Regions from separate parts of the Mus musculus genome. Here regions 2 and 3 are each linked to region 1. The links are chromatin contacts, called in public HiChIP or PLAC-seq and promoter capture Hi-C maps. All regions are on one chromosome and are shown on one strand. Each heading gives the region's core, a stretch centred on a gene start, on an enhancer-like site or on the middle of the called end of the contact. The rest is flanking DNA. Distances are from core to core; before and after follow the strand shown.

Region 1 (4,876 bases), core at 1,050-3,549:
GTGACCTTAATGGGGCCTTCTCCGTGTGCCTGGCAATCTAAAACGACTGGGTCTTTCCTTGTGACTGTTGCATCCTGTGGTTCTTTCATGAAAAACAGTTCGCTAAAGCTCCACACTCCTGCAAAGGGGAAAAAAAAAAGGAGAAAGAGGTATATCCAGAACTACAGGTATAGAAGCATTTAGCACACAACTGTAAAACACATCTTCCTGGTAGAAGGCAGTTTCTCCAGCCATAATGGTCAACTTCCAAGGACCCTAATAACCACTGACCCTTCCAACAACTCAAAACATGGGAAGATTCTAATACCCTCTATGCAGCCTAAAAATTTGGTTCTCAGGTTTCTCGCCAGAGACCCAAAATCATCAGAACCTACTAGCACAGGCTGTTTGCTACTTTACAAGCTTGTCAAAAAGATCTTGAACAGGGTTAAGTCATAAAAGTCTAATTTTACAAGAAATCATTAGCAAAACTCCAACTCTGTGAACAAGCAAGTTTATTTCCTTGTCCCCTGAAGTGTTTTTGGGAAACCCGGCACCTACTCCTTTGGGAAGTACGTTTATCTTTTGTGACAAATTACAAGTTTGCATTTTTTTTTTCCTATCTGCCCTTTTACAGCAGGGATGCTGTCTCCACTCCTTAAAAGAAATCCATTTACTTCATTTCTGCCAAGCCAGCTAGGTATTTAAAGGGCACACAATAGACTTTGAAAAGTTGGTAACTTGCCGCTTGTACTCAGTGGGTGATCGGGTTAGGAAACCTTTATTTCACTTTTTTAGTGCTACCAACTGTTGGAAAAAAAATGCGTGACTAATTGGTCCTTACTGTCTAAGAAGGATAGGAGATTGCTTAATCAACCAATACACATTTTTATCAGAGCAGAGGAAATGCTTTATCCAAGCATACACAAGCCCCAGGTCCCCCAGAATAAAGCACTCCTGCCATCAGAGCAAAAGCTTGTTGATTTGAGCCAACAAAAAAAGTGGGGGTCTTGGTGGGAGTTGTTTTTTTTTTTTTTTTTTTTTTTTTTAAACATTTCTTCTGGTCAGTTCGAGGCCCTGGTTACAAATACTCAGTAATGATTTATCTGTTTCTGATCAAGATAGATCCTGAAAACCTCAGAGTCTGGGGCTCCAGACTTCCCCTAAGGTCTGCCTTGGGCAGCTACCCCAACAGCCCTGCAGCGTGCACCACTCCGGAAGACGCCCATTGTGTTTCTGAGCCGCATCCCACTTTGATCCTTTCTCTTGCTAACTGAAACTAACTCCTCCAGGGGGGGAAAAAAAAGATACGAAAGAAAAAAAAAAGAAAGAAAAGAAGAGAAGGAGGAGGGGAAAGAAGGGGAGAAGGAGAAGGAGGAAGAGACCAGTGAGGGTAACTTATAAATGAATAACTCAAGCCCCTCTCGTCAAAGACCCTCCTTTCCCTAATATTCACTTTACATTTTCCTGTCCTTGAAGAAACCAAGACTGCAGAAAGGGAAATAAATAAATTTATGCAAGTTTGTGCAAGGTTAATCTAGAGATTTCAGGGACCTCTAGCTGGGAACCCAAAGACCTACATACAGAAAGTAAGTTCTATTCAGACACCTTTCTCCTTGCCTCTCTTGGGGCATAAATGGGCCATACAACTTTCTCTTTGCAATTTCATCCTCCCATCTTCTTGCTCAGTTTGGAGCTTCGAAAACGTGGGGCGCCCCGCTTGGCCACCGAGACCTGGAGGAACCCCACTGCAAACCCTGGAAACGGCGCGCAACCGCGGCGCCCCCCTGCGTGGAGAGGCTGCCACTCAGGAAACAATATAAATAAAACCACGTGCGGCCGCGGCCGGGGAGGCAGCGCGGAGCCCCCAGCTGGCCGCAGCTCGGACAATGGCATGAACTGGGCTAGTGGTCAGCGGATCCAGGGAGACTCGGCCTCGGCCTCGGAGCGCTCCGAGAGCGCATCCGGAGAGAACCCTGGCCAGCCCCACCACCCGGGGCATCCCTGCCCGTCCCCCTCCCCGCGCACGGTCGCGCACACTCGCATGGGAAGCGCGCCCACCTGGAACCGAGCCGAGCGGCGGCAGTAGCAGCAACAGCAGCAGGGGCAGCATCCCCGGGCGCACGGGAGGCGCCATTCAGCGGGGCTGCGCGGGCATGCTCCCGGGCTGTTCGCCCGCGCCCGCTGCTCCCGCTGCTCTCCTGGACCCGCAGCTCCTGCTGCAACCCGCTGCTCCGGCGTGGGAAGGCGACGCGCCGCTTGCAGGCGCACGGAGCCCCGCGAGTGCGCCAGGCCGCGGGGACCACGCGCGCCGCGTCCAGCCGGGGGCGGAGGGAGGCTGTAGAGGGCGGCGCAGTGGACAGCCTGGCCGGCCGGGGACTACTTTCTACATCTGGCCCCTGGGCCCCGCACGGCGAGGTCGGCGCTGCTGGCGGAGGGACACGCTGAGATCGCCTGGGCGACCCCGGGGACAGGGGGAGGGCCCCGCTGGACAATGCACCTGGGGGTCAAGCCCCCGCCCCTCGGCCTGCGCGCCACGGCCGGCCACCGGGCCACAAAGGCCAATCCTCCTGGCCGCGGCCAGCCCCCCGGGGCCCTTCTCCCTCCTGCGGGCCAGTTGAAGATTCTGCACGGAGGAGGGGGTTGGGGTGGAGGGATGGTGTTGAGAGATGTGGAAAGGCCGGAGACTTCTCCCCTGATGGCCCCTGCCCATCCCCCTGCCTTGCTCACCAGCCCAGGCCCTGTTCAGGGAAACCCAGTTCCCACTTCTGAGGCTTGTCAGCGCCCCCGGAGGCATCCTATGGCGACAACCCCCACCCCCCAACTACCACCCACATTTGGAGACTGTTCTTATCTTCTCTGGTCTCATCAGATCCAGCCCTGGCTTCAAAATCATCTTAGAGAGCCCTAAAATTAGCAGTTACTTTGGGGGGCGGGGGACGTTTTAACACTGCTTCAAGCTAATTAAGTTTTTAATGTGAGAACTAAACTCAGAAAGTAGAGAGAGTAGAAGTGAGACCAGGGGCTATCCAGGGCTTGCTGTGCGAGGCCAGACTTTGGGGGTTACCTGCTTAAAAGTTAGGCTGATGAAAGAAGACACCAACGATGGGAATTTGTTCACAGCTCTTGAAATTAATTAAGGATAACCCAGAGGAGTCGATACGTACATTTAAAGAGGGCGGGCTAACGGGGGGAGGGGGGGGTACCGTATGGAGCCTACAGAGCTTTTACACGTGGATTAGCGTTTGCTAATCCCGATCTAAATCTTTGGCACATGACGAGGGCACAGGCTAAAAGCTAACTTTAATTAAAGCCGCTGACGGAAATCTAGCTTTTGTCACTAACTGCCTTTAGCAAGTTCCAGGAATCCTCCTGATTGCATGCGGGGAGGAGGGTGGGAGTGAGAGAGGGGAGAGTGGTTTTGGAAAGCCTTTAGGACTCCCGCACTTACTCTAAAATGTACTTAAAGAAAAGTCAGTCTACTTTACAATTTCATTTTAACCCCGTGTAAAATAACAGTTGCGTCCGAATTTGTCTTATAATTTAGATGAGTTTGGACAATTTCTAAACCTCAGAATATAAATTCGAATAGAAAGAAAAATGACATATGGAACTATTGCCTTTTAAATTACATTTTTGTTTGGGTTGTTTTGAAACGGGGTCTCATTTGCAGTCCAGACAAACATGGGCCTCACTCCTATGCTGTCCAGACTGGCTGGCATAGGTTTGAGCCAGCATTCCCAGACTGGCTAGATTTTTCTCTATTATGATTATTTTCTTCTCCCTCTGGGCTTCTTAGTCCCAACAGACCCCAAGTGTTTCTGTTTCCTGGATAAGATGTGTTAATAAGATGTTCTTATTCAGTTACAGCCAGGGGTCTTTAATGACTTGGGACTTGGTGCTGCTTTGAGGAACAGTATTTGCATTGAAACAAAATGAAGAAAGATGATGTTCCTTAAACACCATGCTGAACCAAGTTGACCGTGTATTTACTGCACTACACTGGACAGGAAGAGACTTCCTCTGACCATGTATAACATTTGTGGTCTGCTCAAAAGTTTTCATATGTACTCCTTGGCCTCCCATGATGAACCTGTGAGGTTAATAGAGAAGTTGGGAGCAAAGAGTTTATTTTATCTCACAGCCAACAATCCATCACTGAGGGAAGTCAGAGCAGGAACCTGGAGGCAGGAAGGAGAGATCATTGAGGAGTACCATTTCCTGGCTGGTCAGAGAGAATGTGTGTGTGTGTGTGTGTGTGTGTGTGTGTGTGTGTGTGTGTGTGTGTGTGAGTGTGTGTGTATGTGTGAGTGTGTGTGCATGCGAGTGTGTGTGAGTGTGAGAGTGTGTGTGAGTGTGTGTGTGTGAGTGTGTGTGTGTGTGTGTGTGGTTTGTTTGTTTAATACAGCATCCAGGACCACCAAACCCACAAGTAGCACCGCCCACAGAGACACTGCATCAATCCTTAGTCAAGAGCATGAACCACAGGCTTGCCCACATTCAAGTATGACGGGAACATTTATCCAATTAAGTTTCCCTCTCCCAAATGACTCTAGCTTGTGCCAAGTTGACATACTAACCAGCACAGACTTTCTTATTAGTAATATCTCCTATTTAATTTGAAGAAATAGAGTTAGCTAAGGTCACCCATTAATAATTGATAACTAGGAGTCAGGCTTCATGTTTTATAATTCTCAAGTTTTACCTGTTTTAGGTATAGAATCCTTTCTGACTTTAAACTTTTCTTTTCTTCTTAAGTGTTTGGTTTTTTCTGTACAAGAGTTTGAACCTAAGGCCCCTCTTTTTGCCAGGCAAGCACTCTACCATTGAGCCATGTACCTCAAACCACTTGCCTTTTCTACTTTGTATCATTTCTAAGATTTACTTTTTATTTTCA
Region 2 (4,876 bases), core at 1,279-3,778, 310 kb before region 1:
CCCACACACCTGCAGGGATAACCCGTGTGGTGCAGGGGGCCCTCCACAAGCAGGTATTTTGATAGTTAAAAAGCTGCAGGCGTGCCTTTGCTTCAAATGTAGCTGACAGAAGATACAGAATATCAACTCTATGCTAGCTATTTCATTTACAAGTGTGAGATTCTCCTCGCTCACAGTATCCTAGGCAGTAAGGCAGCTGGGGTAGGGGAGGAGCAGGATTGGCACCCTCCATCTTGGGCATTAAAGAGATCCTGCTGCCTCACCGTCCCTGAAGACTATTTCTGAAAAGTAACTGATTTGGCTTCCCATCCTACATGGCCAGCAGCTGTGTTCACTAGACAGCCCTGGGATTAGGAACCTGGGTCTGGCTTATAGGTTATACCTCTAAGTGACAGGAAGGAGGCAGGTCACAGGTTTTGGGGGAAGGGACAGCCACAGAGGGGCACAACTTAAAACTTCTACCTCCAGCAAAGAACACCTGCGGCTTCTGTCACCTCCCTCTTCAGACACCAAGTACCCTTACCTCAGCCCTTGGCTTGCCCTAATACCAACACTTCTAGCTTTTGTTCTCCGACAGAGTCCTACCAAGGACACGCAGAAACCAGTACGTGTCTGTTACAAACCACACCTGAGCCCCAGTGCTACTCAGGGGCTCTTCAGCTCATCTCCCAACCTCCACCCAGCCCTGAAAGTCCAAGTTCCCACTTCATCCAACCCATTTACATGATTTTTCTTCTTCTTTGCCAAAGCCAAAAACAGTTTTGGGGAGAAGAGAGAGACACAGACAGGGACAGAGAAAGAGAGACAGAGAAGAAACAAAAGAAAAGAAAAAAGAACAAAAAATAAACAAACCAACTTTTACATACTAGGGTAGCAGTTTTTCACTTTTTAGAAGTCTACAGAACAATGGACTTTAGGATCGTGTGAGTATGAGAAATAAAGAAGCAGGCACACTGCGGGGCCCATGCTCAGGCCAGGCCACCACCCGCACTCACCACCGTGAGCTCCTTGCCAGCTGCTTTCCGGAAGGCTTTAGTCCACCTGACCTTGCGTGGGTTTCTCTTCTTCTTAAAGTTTTTATGACACTTGGATTTGCAGAATCGGAACACCTACAGGACACTCAAGTTAAAATACCGAGGAGCTGAAGAGTCAACAATAAAAATGTTTCTACATGCCCCCCCCGGCCCCCCCCAGCCAACCAAAAAGAAAAAGCAAACAAACAAAAAACTACTGTAAAGCAAAAAAAAAAAAGACACTCACATAAGAACTAAGGACAACACCTAGAATCACATGCGACATCAGAACAGAAGGACACTCAAGTGTTTGATGGGTGTCCGACATCATCTCTACCAGGCTAAGCACCCGGAAACCATCACTAATCACTTTAGAGAATAATACCTTACACTGGCCTTAAGTGAAGGAATAGTCTAAGAAAAAGCTCCTTAAAGACCTTCTCAGCCGGGCGTGGTGGCGCACGCCTTTAATCCCCAGCACTTGGGAGGCAGAGGCAGGCGGATTTCTGAGTTCGAGGCCAGCCTGGTCTACAAAGTGAGTCCCAGGACAGCCAGGGCTATGCAGAGAAACCCTGTCTCGGAAAAAAAAAACAAAAAAAAACAAAAAAACAAAACAAACAAACAAACAAAAAACAACAACAACAACAAAACGCTATCTGGAGCCTGGCAGTGGTGGCGCACGCCTTTAATCCCAGCTCTTGGGAGAGACAAGAGGCAGGCGGATTTCTGAGCCTGGTCTACAGAGTGAGTTCCAGGACAGCCAGAGCTATACAGAAAAACCAAACCCTGTCTCGAAAAACCAAAAATAATTAATAATGCAATTTCTGTGTGTCACTGGAAGCAACATAAAAAGTAAGCCTTTGAGGTTACTGGGCGCTAGCAAAGAAAGCTGAGTATGGTAACTAAAATGTGTGACCCGCTCAGAAACAGAAACCTAAACTAAGAAAGCCTGTGCATGCGGCACAAATCATAATGCTTTTGCTTACATACTTCATTCCGTGAGAACCTTCAAGAAGTGGGATAGTGAAGGCTGCCGAAGTAGCCAGTTAATCCCCCCCAAAGAACCCCCATGCTGTCTTTCTCCTAGCTCATCTCCAGCAACAATGCAAAAGTCTATAAGGCTCAGGCACCATGTCCATTAACCGCTACAGACAACCCCACCTCCCACTGTACGAGAGCATGAGCCTCCTTAAGCATTAATTCGACCGACTTCCTGACCCTGCGGCAAGCCGGGTGGCCTGCGGATGAGATGAGCGTCTGACAGCAACGAGGAGACCTCGCCGGCAGTGAACCGACGCCGGGTCCAGCCCAGGCCACTCCACGGCGTTCAGAACCCGGCGCGAGCAGAGCGCGCTCCAGTCCCCGAGCCGTCCGGAGCGTGCGGGCCACGGCCGCCTCACCTTGCAATCGTTGCGGACGAACATCATGCCGTGCCCCGGGTAGATCGGCCCGGAGCAGAAATAACACTTTTCGATCCTCATGTTGACCCCGCGTGGGACCCACCTTCGGGACGCGGAGCTGGAGAGGAAGTGGTACGTCACTTCCTAGTCGCCGGAAGCGAGTCCCTGACCCGACCCGGAAATGGTATCTTAGAATATGAATGAGCTGAAGGTAAAGGCACCACCTGACCCGCGTGTGCGCAGCAGCAGCAGCAGCAGCAGCAGCAGCAGCAGCAGCAGCAGCAGCAGCAGCGTCCCGCGCAGACGCAGAGGCTATAGACTGCATCTGGGAGTTTGACTTTTTGGTTCTGTGAGATCTACCGTACGGGCGCTTTGGAATTTTTCCCGGTATACTCATTCCATAGCGCTATTGCGGTGCTTGTGCTTTGCCACGGGCACGCTCCCCCACACCGGATTGTACCAAAGTCTGCTTTACTCCAGGCTTGTCTTCCCCAAAGGACTTGGCAGGAGTACACAACTAAAACCTTCCACCCGGGGCTGGTGAGATGGCTCAGTGGGTAAGAGCACCCAACTGCTCTTCTGAAGGTCTGAAGTTCAAATCCCAGCAACACATGGTGGCTCACAACCATCCCTAAAGAGATCTGACTCCCTCTTCTGGAGTGAATGAAGACAACTACAGTGTACTTACATATAATAAAACAAAATAAAATTAAAAAAAAAAAAAAAAACTTCCACCCTGGTCTTAGGAGAGCAACCTACTCAAAGTCAGGACAGCTTGGACGAGTTGGTTCTTTCCTCTCACCATGTGGGTCCAAGGGATGCTTAACTGATTTTGTATTTTGGCAGAGGGTCTCGTTTTGTGTAATCTGGAACTGGCTATGTAAACCAAGCTGGACTCGATCTAATAAGAGATCTCCCTACCTCTGCCTCCTTAGTACTGGGATTAAAGGGGTGTGCTACCAGGTGCTGGAGAGATGGCTCTAGGGTTAAGAGCACTGGTTGTTCTTCCAGAGGACCCAGATTTGATTCCCAGAACTCACATGACAGTTCACAACCATCTGTAACTCCAGTTCCAAGGGATCTGATGCCCTCTTCTGGCCTCCACAGGCACCGGGCATACATACACACAGTACACTGACATATATGTAACCAAACTTCCTACACATATAAAATAAATTTTAAAGGAGAGGGGCTGAAGTGATGAGCACTGCTCTTCCAGAGGACCTGGGTCCAGAGGACTTATAGGCAAAATACCAATGCACGTGAAAATAAAAATAAAATATTTTAAAGGGGAGGGGTGGGAGCTGGAGAGATGGCTCAGCGGTTAAGAGCACTGATTGCTCTTCCAAAGATCTGAGTTCAAGTCCCAGCAACCACATGGTGGCTCACAACCATCCCTAATGAGATCTGACACTCTCTTCTGGTGTGTCTGAAGACAGCTACAGTGTACTTACATATAATAATAATAAATAAATCTTTTTTTAAAAAAGGAGTGTACTACCATGCCTTGCTATTTTTTAAATCGTATTATTTTATGTGTTTTACTTGTTTAGTATGTGCACATTGTGTGTGCTGTGCCAGCCAATGTCAGAAGAGGGCATAGGATCCCGGGAACTGGAGATAGAGATAGGTGCGAGTCTCCATGTGGACCCTGGGACTGAACCCAAGTCCTCTGGAAGAGCAGCCAGTGCTCTTAGCCTCTGAGTCATCTCTCCAGTGCCTCGTTCTGTTTTTGAGGTCTCCGTCTCAATATACAGCACAGGGTTCCCTAGAAATCATGATCTGTGCTGATACTGTAGAGGTGTGCCACCATACTGGCTTGATATTTACCTGCTGATCGTATATTGAAATATTTAAAATATGGTCTGAGAGGCCAAACCTACTCCATCTTGGGACCAGCCTCCATCTTAAAGCAAGCCTGAGACTTGGCCTGCAGCTGAACCCAAGCTGCACCCAAGTACCAGGAAGGACCCCAGGGCTTGTCCTGGGCCAGAGTTACTCCCTAGCTACTTCCTAGCAACAGTTAATCAAAGATTAGTCTGATTGTTTCAAATGTACTTTCAGACCATTTGTCATTGTATACAGTCTTGCTTCAGAGTACCCACCTGTTGTCATACAATAGTTACTCAATTAGATACGTGCCAGGCTAAAGTCCCCTTGCTTGCTCACAATTTCTTATAAAGCCTTGACCCCCTAAGACCTCGGGGCTACAGATGGCAGTGTGGCCCCAGCTCAAGCTTATAATAAAGACCCTAATGTGTTGCATCAGAATCGTCTCCTTGGTGGGTTTTTGGGATTCATGAACTTCCTGGCACAACATTTTAAGTAAAACATACTACCCCTGGATGGTGCACATAGTCCTAGTACTCAGGAGGCAGAGGCGGGCAGATCTCCAAGAAGCCCAGAACAGCCAGGGCTACATAGAGAAACCCTGTTTTGAAAAGCATTAAATTCAGCCGGGCG
Region 3 (4,876 bases), core at 1,148-3,647, 260 kb before region 1:
ACACACACTTATAAACTCAGCACTTGGAAGGCAGAGACAGCCAGATCTCTGGGTTCAAAGCCAGTCTGGTCTTCAGAGTTAGTTCAAGGAGCCAGGGCTACACAGAGAAACCCTGTCTTGAAAAAACAGAAAAGAAAGAGGAGGAGGAGGAGGAGGGAGAGGAAGAAGAGGAAGAAGAGGGAGAAGAAGAAGAGGAGGAGGAGGAGGAAATAAGTCACTTTTAATTCACAGGTCAAATTGTTCTGATGGCTTCTGTATACACTATTATTATTTCCTACTTATTGGTCAGACTGCCTAGCTGTCATGCTCTTTCAGGAAGTGGGTTCCATAGTGGAGTAGAAACCATAACCCACAGCTAAATCCACCTCCACCTGGGTTTTCTAACAGGAAGTTGCTCAAAATTCTTCAAGATCAACTGAAACAAACTCCACCACAAAGGAGAAAAATGTCATCGTCCCCAGCAGTACCCATCCGCGGTTGCTTTTCTCCTCCGTGAGGCTCTCGCCATCTGCCTTTACCTTCTCAACAGATGCAGCACACAATTCCAATCCAAAGAGAAACAAGTCTCTCACCAGGTATGGGGGGAGCTGTAGGGGCAGGGGGGACACACTTCTGATACCAGTGCCAGGGAGGCAGAGCCCAGCAGATTTCTGTGAGTTTAAGTCAGCCAATGTAGCGGTCTATGTGGCATTCCAGGCCAGTCAGGGCTACATATTCACACACACACACACATACCCCTCTCCAGGAAAGTCCTGGGCACTCTCATTTCACATGTCAAACGCTAACAAACTCTCTGACAATCAGAACAATGATCTTCTGTCCGTCCCCCTCACAGAGACACCTCATCCTGCTCATGAAAGGTGGGTCTGCCCATCTATGCGCACATCAGGTGCCCGCCATGCCTCTCCATTCCCTCATACTGTCTACTCAGGTCCTAGGCTCAACACTAGGTGCTTCATTAGAATAAAAGTACAGGCGAGGGTCTTCTCCTCACACTCACCTCTTCTACCCCTGCCTGAAGCCTCAACTTGGTGACTATTAAAAATTCAAACTTCTCAGCCCCTAGAGCTGCCGTGGAGAACTTCCTCAGACAGCCTTAGCGTAGACCCGTGACCTCATATTGCAGATAGGACTGGCCCAGTGGATAAGGGCAGAGCCTTACCAACCTTCACAGTTCTGTTTGTAGGATATAAAGGGTGACACTTTACTGAGGGGTGGCTGTGTTCATAGTTTCTCCTTGCAGACACTGAACTCGGAATTACTGAGCTCTCCAAACGAGGAGCACATGAAGCTAGAGCCTGGCTTCGTGTTGTACAGAAACGGAGCTAAGACTTGAAAGCAGACCCAGACAGGCTCCAGTCAGCTGGAAGGTGGGGGCTTCAAATGGAAGCAAAGGGGCTCTGGTTCTGCAATAGAAGCAACAAAGACCCTGTACCTGCTTTATTTGTGCTTTATGTTAATTTGGGAAACGCTGGTCAGTCGGGTACCTATGCTTTAGTTTATTTATTTATTTATTTATTTATTTATTTATTATATATAAGTACACTGTAGCTGTCTTCAGACACACCAGAAGAGGGCATCAGATCCTATTACAGATGGTTGTGAGCCACCACGTGGTTGCTGGGAATTGAACTCAGGACCTTTGGAAGAGCAGTCAGTACTCTTAACGCTGAGCCATCTCTCCAACCCTTTAGTTTATTTTTTATTTTACAATCTTTTTTTTTCAGAGACAGGCTTTCTCTGTGCACCCCTGGCTGTCACAGAACTCACTCTATAGAGTGGGCTGATCTCAAACTCACAGACCCACCTGCCTCCTGAGTGCTGGGATTAAAAATCTGTGTCACCACTGTCTGCCCATATTATTTTTATTAATGATGTTGCCTTGTTTTGTTTTGTTTTTTTCAAGACAGGGTTTCTCTGTGTAGCCCTTACTATCCTGGAACTTGCTGTGTAGACCAGGTTAGTTTCAAATTAATGTGTGTGCCACCACACTGCCTGTGTTTTGTTTGTTTGGTTTGGTTTAAAATAAACAAACAAACAAACAAACAAACAAACCCTGGGGGCTAGATGGCTTGGTAGTTAAGAACACCTGTGGCTCTTACAGAGGACCCGGGTTTGGTTCCCAGCACCCACATCAACTCCTCATGATCACCTGTAAACCCAGCTCTAGGATCTGACGCCCTCTACTGGCTTCCTCAGACACTGCATGCAGGTACAAACCCATACACACAAAAATAAAGAATTGTAAGATCTTCGAAGAAAAAAGAACCGTGATAATACACCCCCTCACACAACGGCCCTGAAGATGGAAAGACATGCTGTGTGTGGAATACCCAGCATTCAGTGTCATCTAACAGCCTGTGACTCACAGAACTGCTAGGAAATGCCCAGAAACTCATCTACATTAAGAAGATTACTAAATTCGTCAAGCTAAGATGTGCTGAGGGCACTGGAACCGTGCATCACACATCTGAGTCCCTCTCTCCTGGAGGAAGTACTGTTTCAAAGCCTCCATCAGGGTCAAAAGCTCCAGGCACCTTCTGAGTGGACACACTCGCACTCAGTTGGCTTCTGCCTCTCCCTCCTTACACAAATATTTTCTCAAAGTGCTCCCCACCCTCATTCTCATCAGACTAACAATAGAAAGCACAGAACACCCATTTCCTCAACAAGAACCGCATGTTAGATAAGTGCCAGATAGGCAGAGAGCTTCCTTATTTAAAAGAGAAAAAAAAAAAGTGCAAGAGGAGGGCGGGGCCTGATGGTGAAAGCCAGGAATCCCAGCTACTCCAGAGGCTAAGGCGGGAGGATAGAAAAGGCAGCCTGGGCAACTTGTTGATAGGGTCTACTCAAACAGTAAAAGGACCTGAAGATGCAAGGGGGGCGGGGGGGGGGGGGCGAGCACTTGTCTAGCAGTTCAAGGCCTTAGGCTTAATTCCTAGTACCAAAACTAACAAAAAGACAAACAAAAACTGAAGACATAGGTAAATTGCTTTCCAGGGAGTAAATGAGGGAAGTGGTTTCAGTTCGGACAAAAGGAGATGAGCTTTAGCGGATCATGCCCTTAACCCTGAGACTCAAAAGGCTGACGCAGGAAAGGTTACTGGGCCGCACAGCAAGACTGTCTCAAAAAATAAGGAGAGAGGGACACATTGCCGGACACTGTCATATGCCACAAACAGCACTAGACATAGGGACTTTTACTTATTTATCATCCTTAGGTCTATAGATTTCCAACAGAGAGAGAGAGAGAGAGAGAGAGAGAGAGAGAGAGAGAGAGAGAGAGAGAGAGAGAGAGCCTTCCCAAAGAGGGTTTGCATAGGTCCCAATTCTGACTCTTCCTCTTCTGCCTTACACGGTTCAGTCCCAGTGCTTAAAAGTGACCTCATCCCTTCAATTATAAAACGGAGGCAACAGCCACCAACCTCCCGATAAACACCCTGGCGATAAGCAACTAAGGGGAATCTTGAGTTTTTTGGTTTTTTGTTTTGTTTCCTTTTTTACTTTTTTTTTAAAAAAGATTTATTTATTGTTATATGTAACACACTGTAGCTGTCTTCAGACACACCAGAAGAGGGCATCAGATCTCATTATGGATGGTTATGAGCCACCATGTGGTTGCTGGGATTTGAACTCAGGACCTTAGGAAGAGCAGTCAGTGCTCTTAACCGCTGAGCCATCTCTCCAGCCCCTGTTTTTTACTTTTTAAAAAAGCTTTTGGGATTATAATCCTATAGTTTCTCCTTTCCCTGTCCTCCTTGCTCTCCTCCAAGTGTTACTACATGTCTATATGTGTATGTACATACACGTTAGGTCGGAACTTCAGAAGGCAGTCCATCATTTCAGGAAGTGACAACGGCAGGAACTGGAAGCAGCCGGCCACGCCATATCCATGGTCAAGAACAAAGAGGATGAACTCATGCATGCATGCTTGGTGGTCAACTTTTCCCCTGCCCTTGGACAGCTCAGGGTTCAAACCCAGGGGACCGCTTCACCACATCAGTTAAGACTTGCTCATACATAATCCTTGATCTACATAATCCCTCACTGAGACTCTCTTCCCAGGTGATTCTAGGCTGTATCAACTTGACAAGTAAAGCCAGCCGTCATAAGGACCCTACTAAGTGCAGGGATGAGATTTATGCACTGAGGTAACTCACAGAAAGATTCCAGCCAGTGATTGATCCAAATGGTCAGTCGCCTCGACTTATTAGCAGTGCAGAGGGTTTTTTTTTTTTTTCTATTTATTTGGGGGTGGGGTGGGGAGCAGAGCACGTGTGGAGGCCATAGAAAAACTATGCAAACATTGGTTCTCTCCTTCCACGGTGTGGGTTCCAGAAATCAACTCAAGTCACCACATTTGGCAGCAAGTATCTTTACCCAGGAAGCCGGCTTGCCTGTCGTAGCAATAAGGTGCGTTTTTTGTTGTTGCTGTTTAGGGAGAATCTCACTGTGTAGCCCTGGCTGGCATGGATACACCACTACTTACACAACTCTGGTCTCAAACTCAGAGGCCTGCCTGCTCTGAATTCTGAGCGCTAGACTTAAAGGTGAGTGGCAGCATGCCCAGCCTACAGGACACTATTCATTTTAAACACCCCTCCCCTTTCTCTTCCTTAGTGGTGTTGGGAATCAAATTAGGGCCTTGTTTGGGTTAGGCAAGTCTTCTACCACGGAGTTACAGCCTCAGTCCTAAAACCTATTCTTACCCTTAATACAGGTTCAGAAAGACACATAGCGTCAGTGTGAGGAAAAACCAGCTTGAAGAAAACTTAAACGCTGTCAGTTCCAAAGTCCACCGAGGATTTGTGAAAGGTTGCCATCCCTTAGCAGCTGACCAGGAAGTGGTAACATGGGCTGCAGCAAGATAGGGAAG

The links. HiChIP or PLAC-seq counts read pairs in DNA pulled down with a chosen protein or histone mark. Capture Hi-C pulls out chosen DNA fragments and counts their contacts.
Region 2: a promoter capture Hi-C map of liver shows a contact between it and region 1. The contact joins the promoter of Rsl24d1 here to the promoter of Prtg in region 1. A contact is called at or near these places in 6 of 39 promoter capture datasets (cranial neural crest, embryonic stem cells, erythroid cells and 2 more), 1 of 484 Hi-C or Micro-C datasets (myeloid progenitors) and 1 of 9 other capture datasets (liver).
Region 3: a contact with region 1 is called in an H3K27ac HiChIP or PLAC-seq map of embryonic stem cells, with 6 read pairs. The contact joins the enhancer-like site here to the promoter of Prtg in region 1. A contact is called at or near these places in 3 of 39 promoter capture datasets (cranial neural crest, embryonic stem cells and maxillary cranial neural crest) and 1 of 115 datasets of contacts at active chromatin or transcription factors (embryonic stem cells).

Annotation. Positions count from the first base shown.
Region 1 is chr9:72,804,697-72,809,572 of GRCm38.p6, reverse strand. It overlaps Prtg (protogenin), which reads right to left and starts at 2,299. Exons shown (of 20, transcript NM_175485.4): 1 at 2,041-2,299; 2 at 1-118. The coding sequence starts at 2,116.
Region 2 is chr9:73,111,121-73,115,996 of GRCm38.p6, reverse strand. Rsl24d1 (ribosomal L24 domain containing 1) reads right to left here and starts at 2,528. Exons shown (of 6, transcript NM_198609.2): 1 at 2,414-2,528; 2 at 996-1,109. The coding sequence starts at 2,494.
Region 3 is chr9:73,068,907-73,073,782 of GRCm38.p6, reverse strand. The region is part of intron 1 of Rab27a (RAB27A, member RAS oncogene family); the gene reads right to left. Among named protein-coding and RNA genes, the nearest start is that of Rab27a, 27 kb to the right of the region's middle. Within about 2 kb of position 2,397, at least 77 of the 459 cell types and tissues checked have an H3K27ac peak or open chromatin away from gene starts, as enhancers often do. A contact at or near this core is called in embryonic stem cells, where this site is marked.